Regions from separate parts of the Rattus norvegicus genome. Here region 2 is linked to region 1. The links are chromatin contacts, called in public Hi-C maps. All regions are on one chromosome and are shown on one strand. The core of a region is the stretch at or near the end of the contact, and the rest is flanking DNA. Distances in the headings are between cores, read along the strand shown.

Region 1 (4,812 bases), core at 1,275-3,774:
ACTCACCTTCCCGCCTTCTACCTACTGGCCCAGGCCAGAGGATCTGAGCCCTCAGCCCAGGCCAGCCCCAAGCTCTAAGCCTCCCTCTCCTCAAGCTAACTACCACATCCTCATGGGTTCTGGACAGTGCCTCACTGGAAACTGGGTATTGCGTATTTCTGCACATTTGCGGGCGGTGCAGTCAAGGTCGTCTCAGAGAGCTCCCCAAGTCGGGACACACCGGAGCTCCTTCCAAGCTCAGACCCACCATCTGTGCCATGAGGGCAAAGTCCACCTAGAGGACTCTCCATGCCTCTGATAGCCTTCAGAAAAGGGGGTTGGGACCCTTTTTCTGCTTCACGGTGCATGTGTTCAAGAGGGCAGGCAAAAGCCAGAAGGAAGCTGTTTGTAGTTCCGCATAGGGCTATATGGGACTGTGGGCCTTCCAGAATTGGAGCCTCAGGGACTGGCTCAGAAGCCCCCATACTACTTCATCTGGGGAAAGTATCAAGGTATAGATCCCACCCCAATGTTACTATCCAGAAGCCTGCTCATCACAGGCCCAGAGGAGCCCTTCTGAGAATGCCGACCAGCCCCTCACAGCGGTCCAATCTTGCCAAAGAACTTCAACAAGACTATGTGTAGCATGTGGCAAACATACCTAGGCTGGCAGGCCACCCTCCTGTCCTTTGTCCTGTTGTCAGCTGATTAATCTGTCTGTTTGCTGAGTAGGTCAGCAGGCACCCCAGAGAGAAACACTTGAAGGGCTGAGACTGCCCAGCATGTGCTGCCCACATCCTAGGTCGGAGTCTCTGGAGAACTTGTGTGCTGTTGGCATTGTGAGTTCTGAGTTAACTTTATTAGCATTGACATCGTGGGTGTAAGCCCAGGAGGTTATAAGAGGAACATCCAGTCCTAAAGTTCCATATTCAGAGTCCCAGACTCAGTCAGGAGGCCCAGGTCTGTATGAGGCCTTGGAGAAGGAGAGGCTTTTATCATGCAGCCTAAGATATACAGACCCAGCTTATGGTTAAAGATACCTCAAGTGGAACATGGCCGTGCATGCCTGCTGAACTCAATGAGGCCACCACTCGGTGAAAGGCATCATGACTTAAGCTGTGTTGCCACTGAGAACCAAAGAGGAGCACACTTCAGCAACAGGACAGTGCCTGGGGGCCACCAGGAGCCACCTAAACCTCTCAGACCTTGGTTGGCCCTGAGAGGAGGCCATGTGTCAGCAGTACCACAACTCACATAGCTTCATTTCCTGTCACACCTGCCCCTCAAAACTATTGAGGGGAACTGAGGAACCAAGATGGCCACACACCCAGGGACAATGTGGAGTTGGGTGTTGCCCCCCTTCACCCCCCAGCCATTCTAAAGGCTGAATGGCTGCTGTGCCTAGAAAGAGTGCTGGGAGGCAGAAGGCAAGCTAGTGTTTCGGGTGTCTTCTGTTACACTGAAGCTTTACAAAGAGTGTCTGGGGCTGCTGAATGTGCCTCTCTTGCTCTCCAAGGCAGACATCCTACACAAAGGGGGCTCTTGTCCCGCACAGGCCCTTTCTGAGAAGAAAAGCCATTGTCCAGGAGCAGGGCCGCCCAGCAGGCGGTGCATGCTCCAGTGCCCACCACCGCGCCCGTCCAAAGGGGCCCCATTCAAGCCTGTCTGCCCGGATTAGCAAGGACTCACGACTCAATGTGCCTCGATATTTCATGTCGAGGGCAGCGGCTGGCGCTGGCCAGAATCAATGCCTGCTTTTGTCTGCTGAGTTATTTTATTTACATTTTTAAAACAGCTTATCAAGGTAAAAAGATAGCTTTGCAAAAAAAAAAAAAAAAAAAAAAAAGTGTTTGGCTTCAGGCCGGCCCAGAGGTGGGAGGCTGGGCTGGCACTGAGGTCCTAGGCCAGCCATGCAGTCTGGTCCTAAGCCAGCCTGGGCACCTGCCCAGCCCTCCTGCCGTTCAGGAGAGTGGGAGAGCAGGGGAGACAGTTCCCTCAGGGCTACTCTGACCCAGCTGGCTGGTTATACAGCTCGGAGTGCCCCACCTGGGTAGTGGAGGGTCAGCAAAGGGTCCTAGTACCTCCATCAGCTGGTCCTGACCTCTCTCTCCTGTGGAACCAGCATCCAGGCCTCCTCGTCAGCCTCTACCTTGTACTGGACAGGCAGGGACTCTTCATTGCGAGCCTGGGCTTGCCAGGTCACCCAAGCACCGTTCTGTCATGGCCTCAGAGAAGGTTCAGCAGGAAAGATTCCTAGGCTGGTCCAACCATATAATAGGCCACAAAGGACCCTGGAGCTCAAGCTGGGCCAAAGCAGTGGGCTTCCTGCAGGAGGTGGCTCTGGGTTCTGTTGCTTCCCCTCAACCAGCAAGGGCAGCTGGCGGTAGCTAAATAGGACTGGGAAGGCTTCTCCCTTGTCCTGCCCAGGTAGGCCATAAAAATAAAAGCCTCCTGCCAACCTTCCTGCTGCCTCTGCAGATCCACACTGGATGGACAATGCGGCTTTGAACCTAGGAGTGCTGGCCACGCACCAGGCCACCTGGCCACTAGAGGGCAGCCTAGTGCACGGGGAGCTCCTGCCTGGCAGATATAAACTAGCCTGATTGTGCTCTGCTCTAAATGACCCCATATAGAAAGGATAAAGGAGCATCTCTAGCTCCCAGGATGCTCCTGGGTAGCCCATGTCACAACCTACCTAACAGATGAGGTTTGAGCCTCCACACCTAAGAAGCAGAGCCCACCCTGGGACAAGCCTCCCAGTCGGGCTGGGCTTGGGGAAGACAGACCATCTGGAACATCAGTAGGACACTAACAGTAAAGTTGAAGTTGTGGGAAGTCCCAGACCCTTCACCCATTGTCACTTACCACCCCTTCCAGCCTTCCTTCTCCCCAAGTCACTGGGCAGAGAGTCTGAAGCCACAATCAGAAGAGAATAGCCCAGTTTTTGGCTCCCCTGTCCCTGATGGAGGCAGGTCAGGGCCAGGAGAGGGGCCTTAGGGGACTCTGAGAGGGCATGGTCCTAACATGACATGTGTACGGGGTGCTGGGTATCCTTCCTTTCCCTGATATCCTGCAGCTTCCGGAGGACCTGTGACCCAGAAGACCCTTGTGTGAAGTTGTAGGTATGTCCTGGTGATCACACCCAGCCTCCTCTGCCCCCTGCAGATCCTAAGACCGTCCTCAGATCCTGTATTCCCCTTCAAACCGTGCATACCTTCCCCCTGCCCTGAGATCATCCCACGCCCTGTGCCCCATGGGGCCTGGTGAGGCCAAGCCCCCTGGATAAGAGCCAGCTATGGAGGCATTGGGTCAGCCCAGGGGAAGCCCAGCCCGAACCCCTTGGGCTAGATGCCGCCAAGCCTTTCCCAGGCCGCTATTTTGGGCTCTGAGCCTTGGGGGGCGGGGGTGGGGTGCCGGACGGCTCTGCTGCTGTGCATGCTGCTTGTTTTTGCTCCTGATGGGAGCGCGATATATGGAAATATTAATAGTATCCCAGGCTACGGTACGTGCTGGTACTCAGGGCCAGCATGTGCTCCGACGGGCGGTGGGAAGGTCTCAGCTCCGCCCACTCCCCATCAGATGATTCCCAGGCTGTGAATGCCCATTACCTAAAAAGAAGTTGGTTTGGTTATTTCAAATAACCATGACAGCCTGGAGACAGATCTGACTCTCCTTCCACTTCCCAACTCCTTGGAGCTGGATGACAGTGAGGTCTCTTTAAATAGAGCTCTGAGGAACTGTAGCCCCAGGAAGTTGATATGTTGCCCTCAGACCTCCGAGGCATGTGTGCACTTTGTTCTCTGCTGCACATCCCCAGGACTGACTACGCTGACCTTCTAGACCTGTAGATGCTCCTGGGAGAGATGGGGCAGCTGTGCATAGGTCACTGTGCGTCTCTTACCCCAACTGCCTGACCCTTGCACTCCCCGTGTAGAATTCTGGGGAGCGAGAATAAACAGGTGAGTTCTCCCAGCCCCTCAGAGACCTGTAGTGAACTTCCTGCTGTGAAACATAGATTCCCAGTGTCTCAGCCCAGCAGCTACATTGCTGGACATAAGAAGATCCCTGACTATGTCTGCAGTGACCAGCAATGACACAGAGGACAGGAGCCTCTCTGTGGCACTGTGCCCCCTCCTGAGCACGTGTAATCACTCTCTGTGTGTTGCCAGGCAATTGTGCTGGGCACGAAGTTGAAGCTGCAGCCTGAGCTCGTTATTGAAAAGGTGAATGTCTTTCTTATGCAAATCATTTAGGTTCAAACTTGGATAAAGCCCAGGTCTCCAAAAATAGTGCTTGGTGGGGGGTGGGGAGAGTCTCTCATCACCAAGCTCCAGGCTTCTGCCAAGACAGAGCAAGGGGAGGGCAGGGCCTAAGAGGAGGTCAAGAAGTACCAGTCAATGCAGTGATTGGGGTCTGCAACATAGTGTTCAGAGGCCACCAAGCTGACTCCCTGCTGTAGGGAAGCCACAGCCCCACACAGCAGTGCCTTGTCACCTAGATCCTGAGATTTAGCTGGGCGTGGTGATGCACACCTTTAATCCCAGCATTTGGGAGGCGAAGGCAGCGAGTCTCTGAGTTCCTGGCCAGCCTGGGTTGGACAAAGCCCTGTGTGTGTGCACGTGGCTGCTGCTGAAATTTAAAGGTGGGCTGGGTTTAAGGTTGCTCAGTCCAGACCTGCAGTCCTTGGGACAAATGACGTAGTATTGAAAGTCATTATGCCGTGCCCACCAGCGCAAACCCGCAGTAGCTCTGAGGACATGTGCTATGGGAGTGTTGAGAGCATCCTGCAGGATGTACCCAGAATGAGGGGTCTAGGCCTGAAGGCTGGGGCTC
Region 2 (4,812 bases), core at 833-3,332, 58 kb after region 1:
AAGCTGACCACGGCTCCATCTCAGCTGCACAGAGGTGGTGGCACACCAAGCACATCTGTCTGTGCTATGAGCCTAACACAGGGCAAAATGTCCTCAGGATAAGCTTTTACTACGATAGGACTGCCACACCAGCCATGCTATTCTGCAAGAACTAGCCGAGCCTTCCAGCTCTCACAGCCCCTGTGGTGGCGGCCTAGTGTTCCCACACTGAGCTCACACAGGGCCCCTTTGTCTGCCGCCTGCTGCGGATGTCAACAGGACTTTTCTCCCAGGCTCTGCTCTGGGCAAGCATCTCAGATGCCCTTCCTCAGGCCAGGCTGGAGCCCACCTAGGTAGGGGCCCATCCAGTGACCCATTCACCTTCAAGGGACAGCCCTGGGCTTGGTGAAAGTAAGGGCTCTGCTCACTCCAAGGTGTGGTCTCTGACTCCTGCCTGTCTAATACCTCGAAGCCCTATGCGAATGCATTTTTTTTTTTTTGGTTCTTTTTTTCGGAGCTGGGGACCGAACCCAGGGCCTTGCGCTTCCTAGGTAAGCGCTCTACCACTGAGCTAAATCCCCAGCCCCTATGCGAATGCATTAAACCACGGGCCAACCAGGAAGCAGATCCTGTCCTCCTATGCTCCCCTCCTGGGAGCTCCCGGAACTCCCTTTTCTCCCTGTGCTCCCTGTTCTGGGTTAGTGTTCTGTGACACAGCCTGCATCAGTCAGAATCCCCAACTGCACCTCAGTCTACCTGCACAGTGGAGAGAACCATACGGGTTCCTCTCAAGATCTTGGAACAGTGAGGCATAAGGTGTGGGATAGGGGACCAAATGGGCAGAACCCAATAGACCATGGATCGCAAGAAAACCAGAGAGGTCTCAAAGCTGGATACACGAGGTTCAGGTTCTTAGGCTACCAAAAGGTGAGCGTGACCCTTAAACAAGTTGACCTACTGGCAACTGCCCAAAGATGGTCACAGAGAGCCTACTTTCTCCATTCTATTTACCTATGGTTCCTCCCAGAGCTCAGAGTAAGGTTGGGGTCATGTGAGTATGATATAGTTCTGAGTCTGGAGCGTGAGCATCCAGCAAAATGAGCTTCCCCAGATGGAGCCTGGCAGGGTGGTCTGCCCAGCCGAGGCTTACAGTTGCCTGCTTGGAATTCCCAGTTAGCTTCAGAGGAAATCAAGTCCTGACGTGCCCTGCCTCCTGCTCTGTCAAGTCTTAAGATCATTCCTCCTTAATTTTCAGCAACCACAGTGAAGCTGTAAGCTGTAAAACAGGATGAGGAAATGTGGAGCCTTGCCTTCCCAGCCAGCACCAGCACCTCCTGCCTCCTGGTCAGTTGTTAAGAGTGGTCAATAAAACGTGGGGCTTATGGTTGGGAAATGAGTCATTTCAAAGCTCCCTCAGAGGGCAATGCTGTGGGTCTCACCAGCCAGCCCTATGTGTCGCGAATGCTGACAAGGGCTAAGCAGTGGAAACAACACATAAGGAGGAGTGGTGAGACTGCACACCATAACAGAGAGAGAGAGAGAGAGAGAGAGAGAGAGAGAGAGAGAGAGAGAGAGAGAATATATACCAGCCTGCCAAAGAAACCCCTACAGTGGGGGTGGCTTAAGGGCATGGAGCGCCTTTCATCAGTGTAAAGGGGCCAAACACAATTGCTGCTCAAGCTCCCTGGGAAGTTACACTTGAGTAGAAAGGACGAGAGTGATGGAGGACTACGCAACTTCGTGGAATTGCCACAGTGAACACTAGGTCCCAGCCTGGGAGTGTCTGCTCGAGGAACTCACAATTCCCGACATCTATGAAGGAAGAAGAAAACTGCGGAAGGCGGCTATACACCGGAGCAACCAGACCCAGGATCCGGCAGTGGTGCTGGAAAACCCCTGAGGCCGCCTGACCACCCCGTCTGGTGCTGGCTGAGATCAGCGCCCTCTATCCAGGAGGGAGCAGCCGCACGACCCCGCCTCCGCCCCGCCCCCACGTGGGCACCACCCAATCGAAAGTGCCCTGGTGTGTGCGTCAAGAGCATCCATTGTTATGCAAATATAAGAACCAACCGTAAAAACTCCGGGAAGCTGCGGGCGAATTAGAACTGTTTTGCAAAGGGACGCGGGTGGAGTTCCGCTGGAGCGAAGCCTAACCTCGAAGGGACCACGACTGCGAGTGTCGCGGCCTCCCGGCTACTCCAGGTCCTGCGAACCAGCACTCAGCCCTGTCGCCCGCCCGCTTGGGCGCGGCTGGATGCAGCAGGGGTCCCGCGCCTGCGGCCCTCGGCCCCCAGCGCCCGGAGTGCGCAGAGGCGGCGTGCGGGGCCCGAGGGCGCAGCGCCCTCCATGCGCCGAGGCGTACCTCGAGACACGCCCCGAGACAGCCCGGGGCCCGCATTGCAGCCGCCGCCCGCGCTGAGCCGGGGCGCGGCCCGGGGCCCTAGCTCTGCGGCAGCATGAGCCAAGCCGAGCTGTCCACCTGCTCGGCGCCACAGACGCAGCGCATCTTCCAGGAAGCGGTGCGCAAGGGCAACACACAGGAGCTTCAGTCGCTGCTGCAGAACATGACTAACTGCGAATTCAACGTGAACTCGTTCGGGCCGGAGGGCCAGACAGCACTACACCAGTCAGTCATCGACGGCAACCTGGAGCTGGTGAAGCTGCTAGTCAAATTCGGCGCAGACATCCGCCTAGCCAACCGCGACGGCTGGAGCGCACTGCACATCGCCGCTTTCGGGGGCCACCAGGACATCGTGCTCTATCTCATCACCAAGGCCAAGTACGCGGCCAGCGGCCGGTGATAGCCACCCCGACCCCGGACCCTGGCCTCACCTGCGTCGTCTCTGCTGTACCTTCCCGCCAACTACCTCGGTGTGCGCCAGGTTTGCTGGTCCGCGTGGAAATCGGGCTAGGTCTCTATGTCCACGGCCACGACCAAAGTAGCGCGTCCGTGGCCCCCTTAGTTCGAGCCTCCGCAATAGAGCGCCTCCCCTGGGCAGTCTTCTGAGCCCCGCAGGGCCCCAGAGCCTTCCCACGGCCCCCGACCGCCTAGAGGGTGGGGGCGGGGCGCAGGCTCCAGTCCATTTTGAAATTTGAGTCTCACACCGGGAGACTTCGGAATCCCGAGATACCGGATCCTCCGCTTGAAATGTTTTCTCCGGAAGGTGAAAGACGCGGGCGGACTCGCGCTCCCGCCGCCGCCCGTGAGACCCGCCCGCCCGCACTGTGGCTCCCACAACTGGCGGCCGCCAAGCAGCCACTACCGGGCTCCACCATCTGCGCGCCCTCTCACGAGGGAAGGGGACGCTCCGGGTTCCTGATGTCCTCAACTATTTATCACGTGTGTGTATATTTGTGGGTGAAGTTTGTGCGCCTGAGTTTTTTGTTTGGAAATATTGTGCGTGGTTATGGGAGAAAGATGCATTTTTTTTTCCTTAAAACTAAAAACTTGAGTCTACCATTTCTTGGTTGCACTGAAAATACCGCCTAGTCCTATGGTTTTCCCATTGCTAGCCCCTCCCCCACCAAGTCCCTAATCTTCCACACCTCATTCCTCTGTTATTCTCCCTGGATTCTGAGTTCAGGGAGCCCAGAATCTATCTCCCTTTCCCTTCCCGTGAGAGGCCACCATTCTCCACACCAGCTGGTTTAGCAAAGTTCCAAAGGGACCTTGAAGCCCGCGTGGCTGGGACGTGGGGATTCTGAGAGCATGTTACCCTTCCTAGTGACTTCTATTATAGTTAATAGTCGGTTGCACACTTTTTTAAAAAAGTAAATGAATTTGCCACAAGTAAATGTCATAACATTTATGACAGAATATAAAATATTAACATATTTTAAGCCAAGTTTTAGGTGTATTTTTTGAATCTTGGTTATGAACCCAATTTTAAAGGGCGTTGTATCCAGCGTTGTGAAGGCTGTTGTGTACCCATATTTATATTTTTATAAAATTCCTATAAAGACTGTGAATCTCTCATGGTATTGCTGAATGAGTGGAAGGGCTGCCGTGACCTTTCTGCCTTCCCCAGCCCCCTCCCCACCCTCAAGCCTATTATGATCAGAGGATCCTGCCATGAGGGAGGGGCTGTGCCAAGGACCAGGGCTGGAGGAGGTGTGGAGTGTCACTTGCTGTCTCTGGAAGGAGACTTCCTGGTTTCTGTGATTCCAATTTCCTATGCAACCCCACACCCCTTTTTGTTTTGATTCTGGGGAATAAAAGGGAGGCTGAATTATTCAAATTTAAATGAGGTTTCCCCTTCGTAGAAGTGCTGCTGACCCTGCGTACAAAAATGGGGAGCACTTGAGGACACAGGTGGGTGGGGCCCTTTGTGCTGCCTGGTCCTTCTCTTTGGTCTTCTACACTTTTATGAACCAGTGTGGGAGGAACAGTGATAATGTGAAAGTGGCAAACATTGAGACAAGCACAGATTACTTCAGAAGGAGTTCTCTATGGTTTTTCTTCATGCAAATGCCTTTTTAATTATGTTAATTAATGTTAAGACTTCCTAGACCTATGTTGAAGCTTCAGATGGGTCTTGGTCTGGTCTCTTCTATCTGTATGAAGTCTGGCACACTCCTGAGCGTATGATATAGACTTGTAGCCCATCGTGAAAAATTTATAAATAAATTTTTCATTGCTCTTTTTATATTAAAAAAAATACTGGTTCTTAATTTTGGAACAAGTCATGGATCCTCTGTAAGCAGATGAGGATTGGGCCATGGCATGCTGTCTTTAGCTAATAGAGGATGGCTGCTTGGCTTGTGAACCTAGAGAACAAGCTGGGTAAAACATGAGCTCAGCCTAGCTCAACCGTCAAGTCTAACTCAACCACA

The links. Hi-C and Micro-C count contacts between places; a contact is called where the count stands out from the background.
Region 2: a contact with region 1 is called in a Hi-C map of kidney, with 4 times the contacts expected there. The contact joins the promoter of Nrarp here to the enhancer-like site in region 1. A contact is called at or near these places in 11 of 12 Hi-C or Micro-C datasets (the A7r5 cell line, the Rat2 cell line, Schwann cells and 6 more) and 1 of 1 datasets of contacts at active chromatin or transcription factors (oligodendrocytes).

The regions. Positions count from the first base shown.
Region 1 is chr3:28,330,692-28,335,503 of GRCr8, forward strand. No RefSeq gene overlaps it. Among named protein-coding and RNA genes, the nearest start is that of Noxa1, 29 kb to the left of the region's middle. Within about 2 kb of position 2,525, at least 13 of the 93 cell types and tissues checked have an H3K27ac peak or open chromatin away from gene starts, as enhancers often do. A contact at or near this core is called in Schwann cells, where this site is marked.
Region 2 is chr3:28,388,663-28,393,474 of GRCr8, forward strand. It overlaps Nrarp (Notch-regulated ankyrin repeat protein), which reads left to right and starts at 2,083. Exons shown (of 1, transcript NM_001143750.1): 1 at 2,083-4,637. The coding sequence starts at 2,436. The coding sequence ends at 2,780.